Regions from separate parts of the Sus scrofa genome. Here region 1 is linked to region 2. Evidence: chromatin contacts called from public HiChIP or PLAC-seq data. All regions are on one chromosome and are shown on one strand. Each heading gives the region's core, a stretch centred on a gene start, on an enhancer-like site or on the middle of the called end of the contact. The rest is flanking DNA. Distances are from core to core; before and after follow the strand shown.

Region 1 (4,891 bases), core at 787-3,286, 110 kb after region 2:
GGAGTAGGTATGAAGGAGCAGGGAGAATGAGCCAAGAGAAGGGGGAAAGCCAGGAAAGGGTATGTTAATGAGGTCCCTGCTTTAGGGAACAGGGCTCAGTCCCATGAGATCCCTAAGAATCATCTGTCCTAAGGGCATTTATACAAGGCTCTGTCCCCATGGGTTGATGTTGCTCCTGGGGGTGCTCCTTGCATTGGTGATGTGCCCATGAGGGTTGAGTGCACTCTTTGAGGATTTGGAGGAAAGGCTTGGAGTAAAGAGACACAGACAAGAGTTGGGCCCTGGAGGTGGGGTACTGCCAGTATGGCTGAGGGCTGAAGCCAGAGGTAGGCTGAGGGCATGCAACACGCAGCGTCAATCACATCAGCTTTAAGTCCTTATCCCTGGTTAAAGAGGGAAAGGAATGGGCTGAGAAAGGGATATGCAGGGAACTTCCACTGGATCTTTAATGTATTATTTCTGAAGAAAGTATAGCAAAATGTGAGTCTCCCAAAAGTTGGATGTATGGGTGCTCATTATATTCTTCATGCTTTTCTGTATTCTTAAACTCTTTCAAAATAAAAAAAGATTGGGTTGCATCAGCATTAATTTGTTTCAGGGGAGCTCTGATTGAATAATTATGCAGAGCAGTAATGTGTCAAATAGTAATATAATTTTCCACTAGTTCTTAAATTAAGTTAATGCACCTAAGTATAATTTTGATGGAATTTGACTAACAAAATATTGAGTCTTATCCAAAATGTCATGGTCTAATTTTTATTCTAGTTGAGAGAACTCACTTGATAAACTTTTGATTGTATTTCCACTTGTCTTACCAGGGCACTTTGTAAACAGGGGGTGATTTATCCATTTTCTGGTTGGGAAAACTGTAACTCAGAGGAATTTAGCAATTCATTCAAGATCACTCAGCAGTGGAAAGGCAGGAGAATAATGCAGGAGCTCTGCCCTTTTAAGCTGTGATTTCCTCCTTGTTTTACCCAGATCTTTGCAGAATGATCAACCAAATCATCTAGGGAGCACACGGTGATGTGAGCACTGTGGAATTGTTTGGAATATGTGTATATGTGATTCCGTCAACACGGGGGTATTTGGTGGGGGTGGGCGTAGAGGGTTCCAATCTCTGCATTCAAGGGTTTTATAATCTCCTGAGGATATGAATAAACAGAGTTGTATCGTCTCTCCCAAGTGGGAGGAAATGATCACAGCAGGTTTCCCTGCAGAACAGCAGCTGCCGCCGCCAGTGCCAAGGCACAGTTGCTGACCGAGCGCCCACCGTGTGCAGGGCCCGTTGTTAGCGTCGCTCATTTCCAGACTCTCCCAAGGTTACCAAGTTCCTCTTAACCTTTCCTTAGCTTTGTGTACACTGCGTCTTGTTCCCTCGGTCGACAGCACTTTGTTCAAGGGCAGTTTGTTTGTAGCGAGGAGGTGTTCTGAGGAGCAAGAAAACTCAAACCCCGGCAGCCGCAACTACAACTACAAAAACCAGTAGAGCTCAACCTTGAGGAAACGCTCCCTTTGTAAGACCGCTTTTGAGACTTCTTGGCTCCACTGCCATCAAACATTTCAAGTGGTTCAACTCGGAACTGGGACTCAGAACCTTGTTTTCCGAGAGGAACTTGATAGGCTGTTTAAATGGTCACTGGGTAACACTGCAGACCGACAGCTGCAGACTTCTGCGCTTTTGACACTTAGGGCTGATGGAACAGGCCATTCGCACCCCTTGATTTACATGAAAAAAACCCAGTGCGAAATTACAGCCAAAAGGTTTGTTTTTCTTTCTGCCTCTTCTGACTGAATGGCATTTAATTGAGGCATTCTTGTGGCACAGAGGCGAGTGGCTTGGCCCTCTCTATATACTTGCCAGTCTGAACTCGTGAATGATTAAATATCCCCTTCAATCCTAGCCCCCTGAGAGCTGCACCCTAGTTTCCCAAACTGCTCTCCAACAGTTGGCCACTCCAGCCTTCCATCTGGTCCTTGAATTGTCCGGGCAAGGCCGTGTCAGGACTGGAGAACTCCGAGTTACAGCAGAAAAACCAGGCTCACTGACAGCAGTAAGTTCCTCTGTGACTCCCGTGGGGCCCCAGCTGGAGGAAGCTGTGTACCCTAGACGTCTCCATCACTTCAGACTGTTGACACGGCACCACGTTGTTTTGATTATTTTGTTCCTACTTCACTGGCTATGTCTTCTGCCATCTCCGTGTTCCTCAGTCCTCTCTGGCGAGAATTCTTCTCCAGGAACATACAAGTCCAGTGGCAGGTGCTGTGGGTGCCCTTGCTGTGCGTTCGGACTCTCAAGCCGTTATTGGCAATCTGATGGTTTCTTACTACAGTAAGAAAGCACCTGCACCTCTCTGCCCAGAGGGCGTTCTCTGGCCACTGGACCGTGTTGTTTTGGGACCTGCAGGGGTGGGAAAGCGAAGAGAATGGTGACGGGAAAGGCCAGAGAGTTCATGCCCCCAAGGTGATCCTCAACCAGTGAGAGATGACAGATAAATGCCTCAGCTGCCTGGCTGGGTGGGTGGGACGATTCTAGGGTATGTTCCTCGGGGCTTCTCGGAGGGGCTCCGGCAAGACTGAGCCCCAGCTGACCACCTGCCCATTAATGTACATTTATTGGCTTTTCTCCTTTCCCTGCTCATTTCTCTACTCCCTCAGTTTTCTGAGATCACTTCCCAAATGAACAGCTTGAATCCAAATCTTGGTCCCAGGTTTCTACTTATGAGTGGACCCAAGCTAAGACAAATTCCTGAAATTTTATGCAGATTTTTGTTTGGAGTTGTGAATGCGAGAAGAGCCTTCATCAACTTTTCAAAAGGGTCTAAGACCCTAAAGAGGCCCAGAGCTGATAACCCCTTTCCTCAAGATCAGCTCATCCTCTCCTGAAATCCAGACGCCAAAAACTGGGTGCCACTGCAAAGCCTCACAAGCACCTCACACCTAAGGGTCAGTGGTGGATGCTGTGCTGTGCTGCCCGGCCCCCCTGTGAGGACAGGAGGACCTCCCTCCTCAGCCGCTGGGAAGCTTGTTGGCTGATGGCTCAGCTGTCAGCCCTCCCCAGGAATTGCCTTCAGTTGAAGGGAGCCACATCATCCGAGGTTCTGCGCCATCCCCCGGGGTTATTTCCATCCTGGGGCTGGCTGGTGTGGACAGGGGCCTAGATCCCTTGTCCCCACTCAGGACAGCTCCTGCAGGGCCCGCCCAGCTCCAGACCCCCCATGAGGTTGACTGAAGCCTTTATGGAGACTTCATTACAGTCCAGTTTCTGTCCCTTTCTGCCAACAAGGGTCAGTACTGAGAGCATTTTCTAATCAACTTCCTGCTTTCCAGTTCCCAAATGAGAGTCTGATTCTGGGGGACCCAGACCTGTGACCACCCGGGGATCATTTCTGCCTCCTCTCTTTCCTTACCCATCCCTATGCAATCACTCGCTCGCTTGATCAAAACTTGAATCTTGTTTGGAACATCTCTTGAATGCACCCATGTTCTCCCGCTCCATTCCAATGATCTCTTTCCAGTTAACCACCGGCATGTCTGGACCAGCCCCCGAACTGCTCTGACTCCGCTTTGCTCCTCTCAGACACGGTCTTCCCACTGCAAACACAGCAATCTTCCCAAAGAGCAGATCTGTGTCCTCACTGTAGCCTCTCAATGGTTCACTGTTACCCTGAAGATAAGTTCTTAATGTGACTTACTCTTTTATGACCTCCATCCCTTATGGGCCACTCCAGTCTCACATCTCCCTGTGACCTGCCATCTCTGCACTGCGCTCCAGCCCAGCTGGACTGCTTGCTGTTTCCCGAATTCATCACAACTTGGGACTTTGGTTCAGACTCCTCCCTGACTGAGAGTTTTGCTTTCTCACCTCCACCCAACATACATGCACACACACAAGGACATACCAAGGTTGCTGCTTCTTTGAAGATTACTCAGACCCCAGTGTCCCAGAAGTAAACCCTGAAGTGAGGATTCCTGGGAAAGCAATTTACCAGCAAATGTTTCCAGGAATAATTCAGTCAGGAATAAGGGAAGCAAGAGATAGAGAGAGGGAAGGGAGCTGAATCAAGGTGAGTTATTAGGCCAAGGGCCCTGAGCATGGGTAAGATGATTCTAGCATCAATTACAATGTATGCATTTCCCCCCCCCCACACACACACACCACCAAGCAGTTGTCCACCCCCAGCTGGACAGCCTACAGTAGGTTTCACAGGTTAAGGGCTCAGCCTGACAAGACTGTCCCGACTTCAGATATTAATTGCAAGTTCAGGGTGTCACCTGTGCTTCTGATAACTGGCTCTAAATCAGAGATTCGTAACAGTCCTCTCCTTGGGTTCAATTAATTTGCTAGAGGGCTCACAGAACTCAAAAAATACTTCACTTAACTAGATCACTGGTTTATTATGAAAGGATGTAACTCAGGAATAGCCAGATGGAAGAGATGCTTAGGGCAAGGTATGGGAAAAAAGCAAGAAGCTTCCATGCTTTCTCTGGGCTCACCACTCTCCCCACATCTCCATGTGGTCATCATCTAGGAAGCCTTCTGACCTTTGTCCTTTTGGGTGTTTGGGGGACCTCATTACATAGGCACTGGTGTTTAAATCTCCAGCCTTTTTCCCTTCCTCCGAGGTCCAGGGGGTGGAACTGAAAGTTCTAACTCTCCAAACCCAGGGTCTAGTCCCCTGGCAGCCAGTCCCCATCCTTAGGTGCTTTCTAAAAGTCACTTCAGTAATGTAACAAAAGAAAAATTCCAAGGGCTTTAGGAGCTTTGTGTCATAAATGAAAACAAAGACTAAATATATTATAAATCACAATGTCACAGTAGGGAACTTCGTTTTGGTCCTGGAGCAAAGGTCTGGACACAGTGAAGACCAACCTCAGTACTGTCCCAAAC
Region 2 (5,066 bases), core at 989-3,488:
GCTCTACTTTTTTCTTCACATTGATTCTCCCAAAGACCCTGATAGTTTGAGCAGATAACTTTATTCCAGTTTTACAGATACGAAAACAAGGGCTATGATCTGGCAGAGCTAATAAATCCTGAGAGGAGGGGCTCTCCAAGGCTGGTCTCTGCCTCCAGGAGTCACTGACTCCTGTCTAGCCCTTGTAACACCAAGTCAGATTTTCATTCAAAAGATAATTAGGAAGATGATTTGCCATGGGAAAAAATAGAGATCATTAAGGTGAAAGAAAGAGGGAAAAAATAAACCTCTCATTATGTGCTTCTCCCTTTTGACACTTTCTGTCCTGTGAGAAAACAGTGCAATAAAAGCACCCCTGAAAGATTTTAGAAAAACGAGTTTCAAAATTAGAAGCTTGAATTATCTGTAGGACTTCTGGAGAAGACTGGTAGATGAAGGACATAGCATGGGAAGTGAGATGGTAAAGTAAAAATGAAAACAGACTGTGGTTTGAAATCTCAAAGTGAAATTTAAAGACTCCTAAAAGTTAAATCCAGCGGTATGGTAAATAGTTTAGGCCCCATTATATGACCTTGCGTTTTAAGAACTATTTTTGGAAAGGAATGTTTCAAAACTCCGTCCCCCCCCACCCCAGAAAAAATATTGGATACCTCCCCGCTTTTCTGTTAAATGACTACAGACACCCAACACCGGGCCTACATACTGTCACTCTTTCCTGGCCCTTTGGCAGCTAAAAGGCCACAGGGCCTGAGATCTGGGTACCGGGACTTGGACAAAAGTCAGGAATTTGGCTACTTCTCCCCATGGCCACATCTGATCTCTTGGGAAAATGTGCAGCTCCGATGGTGGGTCACTCTTCATCCCTGGCAAAGGTTGTTACAGGAAAGATTGAGAAAGACCTCGCCAGGAGGGAGGCAAAAGCCTCCGAGGCTCCCCTCCCCCAGCAGCTGGCCAAGGCCAGGGCCACCGCGGGAGCACCACGCGTCCACGTGCATCCGGCATGCCCAGCCATCCTTCTTACGTAAGAGTCTCAGGATGGAGTTGCTGCTGCTGTGGGTCCCTCTTCCCCGACGGCTATTAATAAACCGGATCCGTAGTTTCCGGGCCACCGCCAGTATAGATGCAGGGTTGGGGGCCTCATTTAGGCTCCTGAAATTTGTTAATCCCACCCGGGGAGCGTGAAGAAGGCCCATCCGACCCCCCGCACTCCAGCGGCGCCGTCTTTAACCTCGCAGTGCCTCCCCCCCCACCTCCGCCCCAAGCTGGCCGGCTCTGCGCTCGGCGCTGGCTGGGTGCGGCAGCTCCATCCCTCCTCCGCTCTGCCCTGCTCTGCCCTGCCCTGCCCTGCCTCAGCGCCCTCCCTCCACCCGGGTATCAGGCGAGAGGCGGAGCTGGCCCGGCGCGCCCCGCCCCCGCTGTAGAAAGGGCCCGGAGAGTGTTACTCGCGGTCATCCCCAGCTCGGGCCTTTTATCTCGACGCAGCCGGGGAGGCGGGAGGAGGAGACACGGGGGGTGGCCCTGAGCGCCGGTGACACCTTTCCTGGGGCTCTATAAATTGAGCACCTGGGATGGGTAGGGGGCCGACGCCACCACCACCGCCCGCAGTCACAGTCCGGCCACTGACCGCAACAGCACCCGCAGGCAGCAGCCGCCAGAAGCGGGAACACTGAGCTACCCAGCAGCAGAGGCGCTCGAGGACCCCTAGGAGGTGCGTACCCCCGCCCCACCTCTGTCCGGTCAGCGTGGCGCTTGGACTCAGGCTTTTCGGAGGGAGATGGGAGTGGGGAGCACCCCTTCCTTCTTTTCGCGGCCCCGGGCGGGCTAGGAGGCGGGACAGCCCTGCTGGGGGGAGCCACCCGGGCGCCGTCCCAGTCGAGCAATAACCGGGCAGGGAGGTGCGCGCGGGCAGGGACGCCGGGCACACTAGCCGAGTGAATAATAGTCTCTTCCGTTTCGGTCTCCCAGCCAGGCCAGGGCTCGACCCACGGACCACGCGCCGATATCGCGAGCTTCCGGACGCCAAAGCCAGGAGAAGTCGCGCATCCCGCAGGGTCGGGCTGCGAGCGAGACGAGAGTTGGAGAGGGCGGAGGAGGAGCCCGGAATCCCGCCGCACCCTCTGTAGCCATAGTCAGGCCTCCCGGCGCGGGCCTCAGAGCGCGTGAAGGCGGGCAGCCCCTCGCCCCGGCCGGCCATCCGGTGCCCATACGTCCCAGTGCTTCGGCGCCCGCCCGGCCACCATGATGCAAATTTGCGACACCTACAACCAGAAGCACTCTCTCTTTAACGCCATGAATCGCTTCATCGGCGCCGTGAACAACATGGACCAGACGGTGATGGTGCCCAGCCTGCTGCGCGACGTGCCCCTGGCCGAGCCCGGGCTGGACAACGACGTCGGCGTGGAGGTAGGCGGCAGTGGCGGCTGCCTGGAGGAGCGCACGCCCCCGGCCCCCGGCCCGGGCAGCGCCAACGGCAGCTTTTTCGCGCCCTCCCGGGACATGTATAGCCACTACGTGCTGCTCAAGTCCATCCGCCACGACATCGAGTGGGGAGTCCTGCACCAGCCGCAGCCAACGGGGAGCGAGGAGGGGAGCGCCTGGAAGTCCAAGGACATCCTGGTGGATCTGAGCCACCTGGAGGGCGCGGACGCCGGCGAGGAGGACCTAGAACAGCAGTTCCACTACCACCTGCGCGGGCTGCACACCGTGCTCTCCAAACTCACGCGCAAGGCCAACATCCTCACCAACAGATACAAGCAGGAAATCGGCTTCAGCAATTGGGGGCACTGAGGCGGGTCGCCCGCGGCTGCCCAGCACCCTTCCCCCCGCCCCCCCATTTCTCACCCTCTCCCTTTCAAGTCTATTTTCTTTCTGGCTGTAGGGCGCGCTGGGCGGACTGCAAAGTTGGGGGGCTGCGTACGTGCAGAGGACGCGGCGGAGCTAGAGGGAGGAAGGGGCTTCTTTTGGGAGAGGAAAGTGATGGCAAAACGTGGCGGGGGGCGGGTGTGCCCAATGACTTCCTTCTCCCGCAGAGAGGTGGTGGTGAGGGGGCTGTGTTCTACTCTGTTGGGAATGGGACTGAGTTGACGCCCTGCCTTCAGTCTGTGCCTTTCCTGGAGTTTCTATTCTGTTCTTTCCGGAGGAGAAGGGCCGAGAAAAGGGCCATTCCAGGGCGCGGCGCTGGGTTGCTACACTTGGGAGCGCCGCCCGGAGCTGGGCGCTGGGGAAGGCGGGGCGGGCGCGCAGCCTCCCGCCGCCCTGCCGTTGGGCTGGTGGAGGCCGCAGCGTTGCTAGGATTGCATCAGTTTTCCTGTTTGCACTTTTTTTTTTTTTTTTTTTTTTTTGGTAACAGTGGCCCTGTCTTAAGTATTTCGAATCTCCTCCTTGCTCTGAAACTTCGGCGATTCCATTGTGATATGCGCACAAACAGCACTGTCTGTCGGTAACCGGTACTACTTTATTAATGATTTTCTGTTACACTGTATAGTTGTCCTGTGGCACCCCTACTCCATCCCTTCCACGCTACCCCCACCCCGGTGTGTGTAAGCTGGCCCTGGGCCAGCTTGTACGAAGCTTGCCACCCAGCCAGTGAAAATAATAACATTATTATGAGAAAGTGGACTTATCAGAAATGGAACCAGCTGACATTCTATCCGTGTTGTATATGGAATGATGAAGGGTTCCAGTTGTTATATGTCTTAAATTTATTTAAAACTTTTTTAATCCAGATGTAGACTATATTCTAAAAAATAAAAAAAGAGCAAATGTGTTAACGAAACTCGACAAGTTTATTGCTTTCTCATCTGCCAGTGGATGGATGGCTTAGTAGTTAAATAAAAATAATTTTTTTTTTAAGCAAAAGTCTTTTTCTCTGGTATTTCAAAGTGGTGGATAATCATCCCTGTTAAGTGTTCAGTTTTATTTGGGAAGAAGCTACCAACAAGATTTACTTCCAAGGTTTTTATTTCTAATATTTCCAAGTAACCCTGTACACCCCACGAAAAAGCTCGTAAATATTCAGAAGTATTTAGGAAGGTACATATATTACAGCTTCCAACCAACTTGACCAGCTTATTAGTGCCTAATTGACTTTTTGAATTTTTTAAGAGGTTCAAGCAAAAATGAGTTTTGAGGCCTAAAAACTTAAAGGCAGACATTTTACTTGGCTCCGAGAAGAACAAGAAGAGAAACACCAGTAATACTAGTGCCCACACCTTCCAGATCTTTATTTACAAGTCTTTGGAGTTGGTCTTAGGAGATACTTAAATGTTATAGTGTTATAACATGTGCTGTGGCTATTTGACTGGCTCCCAGTGAGTGCTAAACTCTGCTAAGGTGTGTCCAGCAATGCTTCCAGTTTTCCAGGGAGCCAGTCTGCAGCTGTGGACAACAGATCCACAGGAAGACTGCAGTAGGGCCCTTTGGAACACTTCCTTAGATGCTATTACCATGCTTTCCTGGGATGGTGCCACAGGCGAAACACAGTGCTCTGTACTTTATTTAATGATTTGTTGGGGGAGGGGAGGAATAAGCTTCAGATCGACTTAACGTTTCCTGAAATCATGAGAAATTCTCTATGCTCATAGAGCCTGAATTTAAAATACATACAACTTTGCAGTTTAAAAAAAAGCAGAAAGTTTTTGTACTGTGGGCACCTCAACTCCGTTATCAGCGTTTAGCAGCAGTGAAAAAATGGGGAAGTGTCCAGGCTAGTGCCTGCGTTGCCAGAGAAAGTTAATAGTTAATGTGCGAAGATAAGGTAGGCAGCAGCAGAAGAAAGGTATACAGCCTCTTGCTTTATATCCCCTTGAAAATATCAAAGTGCAAGCAAAAAACACAAAGAGAGGAAACTACAGAAGCCACACGATAGGAAGAAGCACCACGACTTCGAGCCAGAAAGTTGGGTGTTCAAGTCTTTGTTATTACTTATTGTGAGTATTTAACTCTCCAAGCTTGTTTCCACATTTGAAATTAGGCCTAATAATAACCATGAGGCTTACTTCACGGAGCTGCAGCAAGCATGAGAGATGGGATGTAGAATGTCTGTGGCTTAGACAGTTCTGTAGCCA

What was found. HiChIP or PLAC-seq counts read pairs in DNA pulled down with a chosen protein or histone mark.
Region 1: a contact with region 2 is called in an H3K27ac HiChIP or PLAC-seq map of skeletal muscle. The contact joins the enhancer-like site here to the promoter of MID1IP1 in region 2. A contact is called at or near these places in 1 of 5 promoter capture datasets (liver), 8 of 47 Hi-C or Micro-C datasets (embryonic fibroblasts, heart right ventricle, liver and 2 more) and 2 of 2 datasets of contacts at active chromatin or transcription factors (alveolar macrophages and skeletal muscle).

Annotation. Positions count from the first base shown.
Region 1 is chrX:34,868,690-34,873,580 of Sscrofa11.1, forward strand. No RefSeq gene overlaps it. Among named protein-coding and RNA genes, the nearest start is that of MID1IP1, 110 kb to the left of the region's middle. Within about 2 kb of position 2,037, at least 3 of the 83 cell types and tissues checked have an H3K27ac peak or open chromatin away from gene starts, as enhancers often do. A contact at or near this core is called in skeletal muscle, where this site is marked.
Region 2 is chrX:34,762,309-34,767,374 of Sscrofa11.1, forward strand. MID1IP1 (MID1 interacting protein 1) reads left to right here and starts at 2,239. Exons shown (of 1, transcript NM_001256365.1): 1 at 2,239-2,787. The coding sequence starts at 2,239. The coding sequence ends at 2,787. It overlaps LOC106506941 (a long non-coding RNA gene), which reads right to left. Exons shown (of 3, transcript XR_002340636.1): 3 at 3,317-5,066.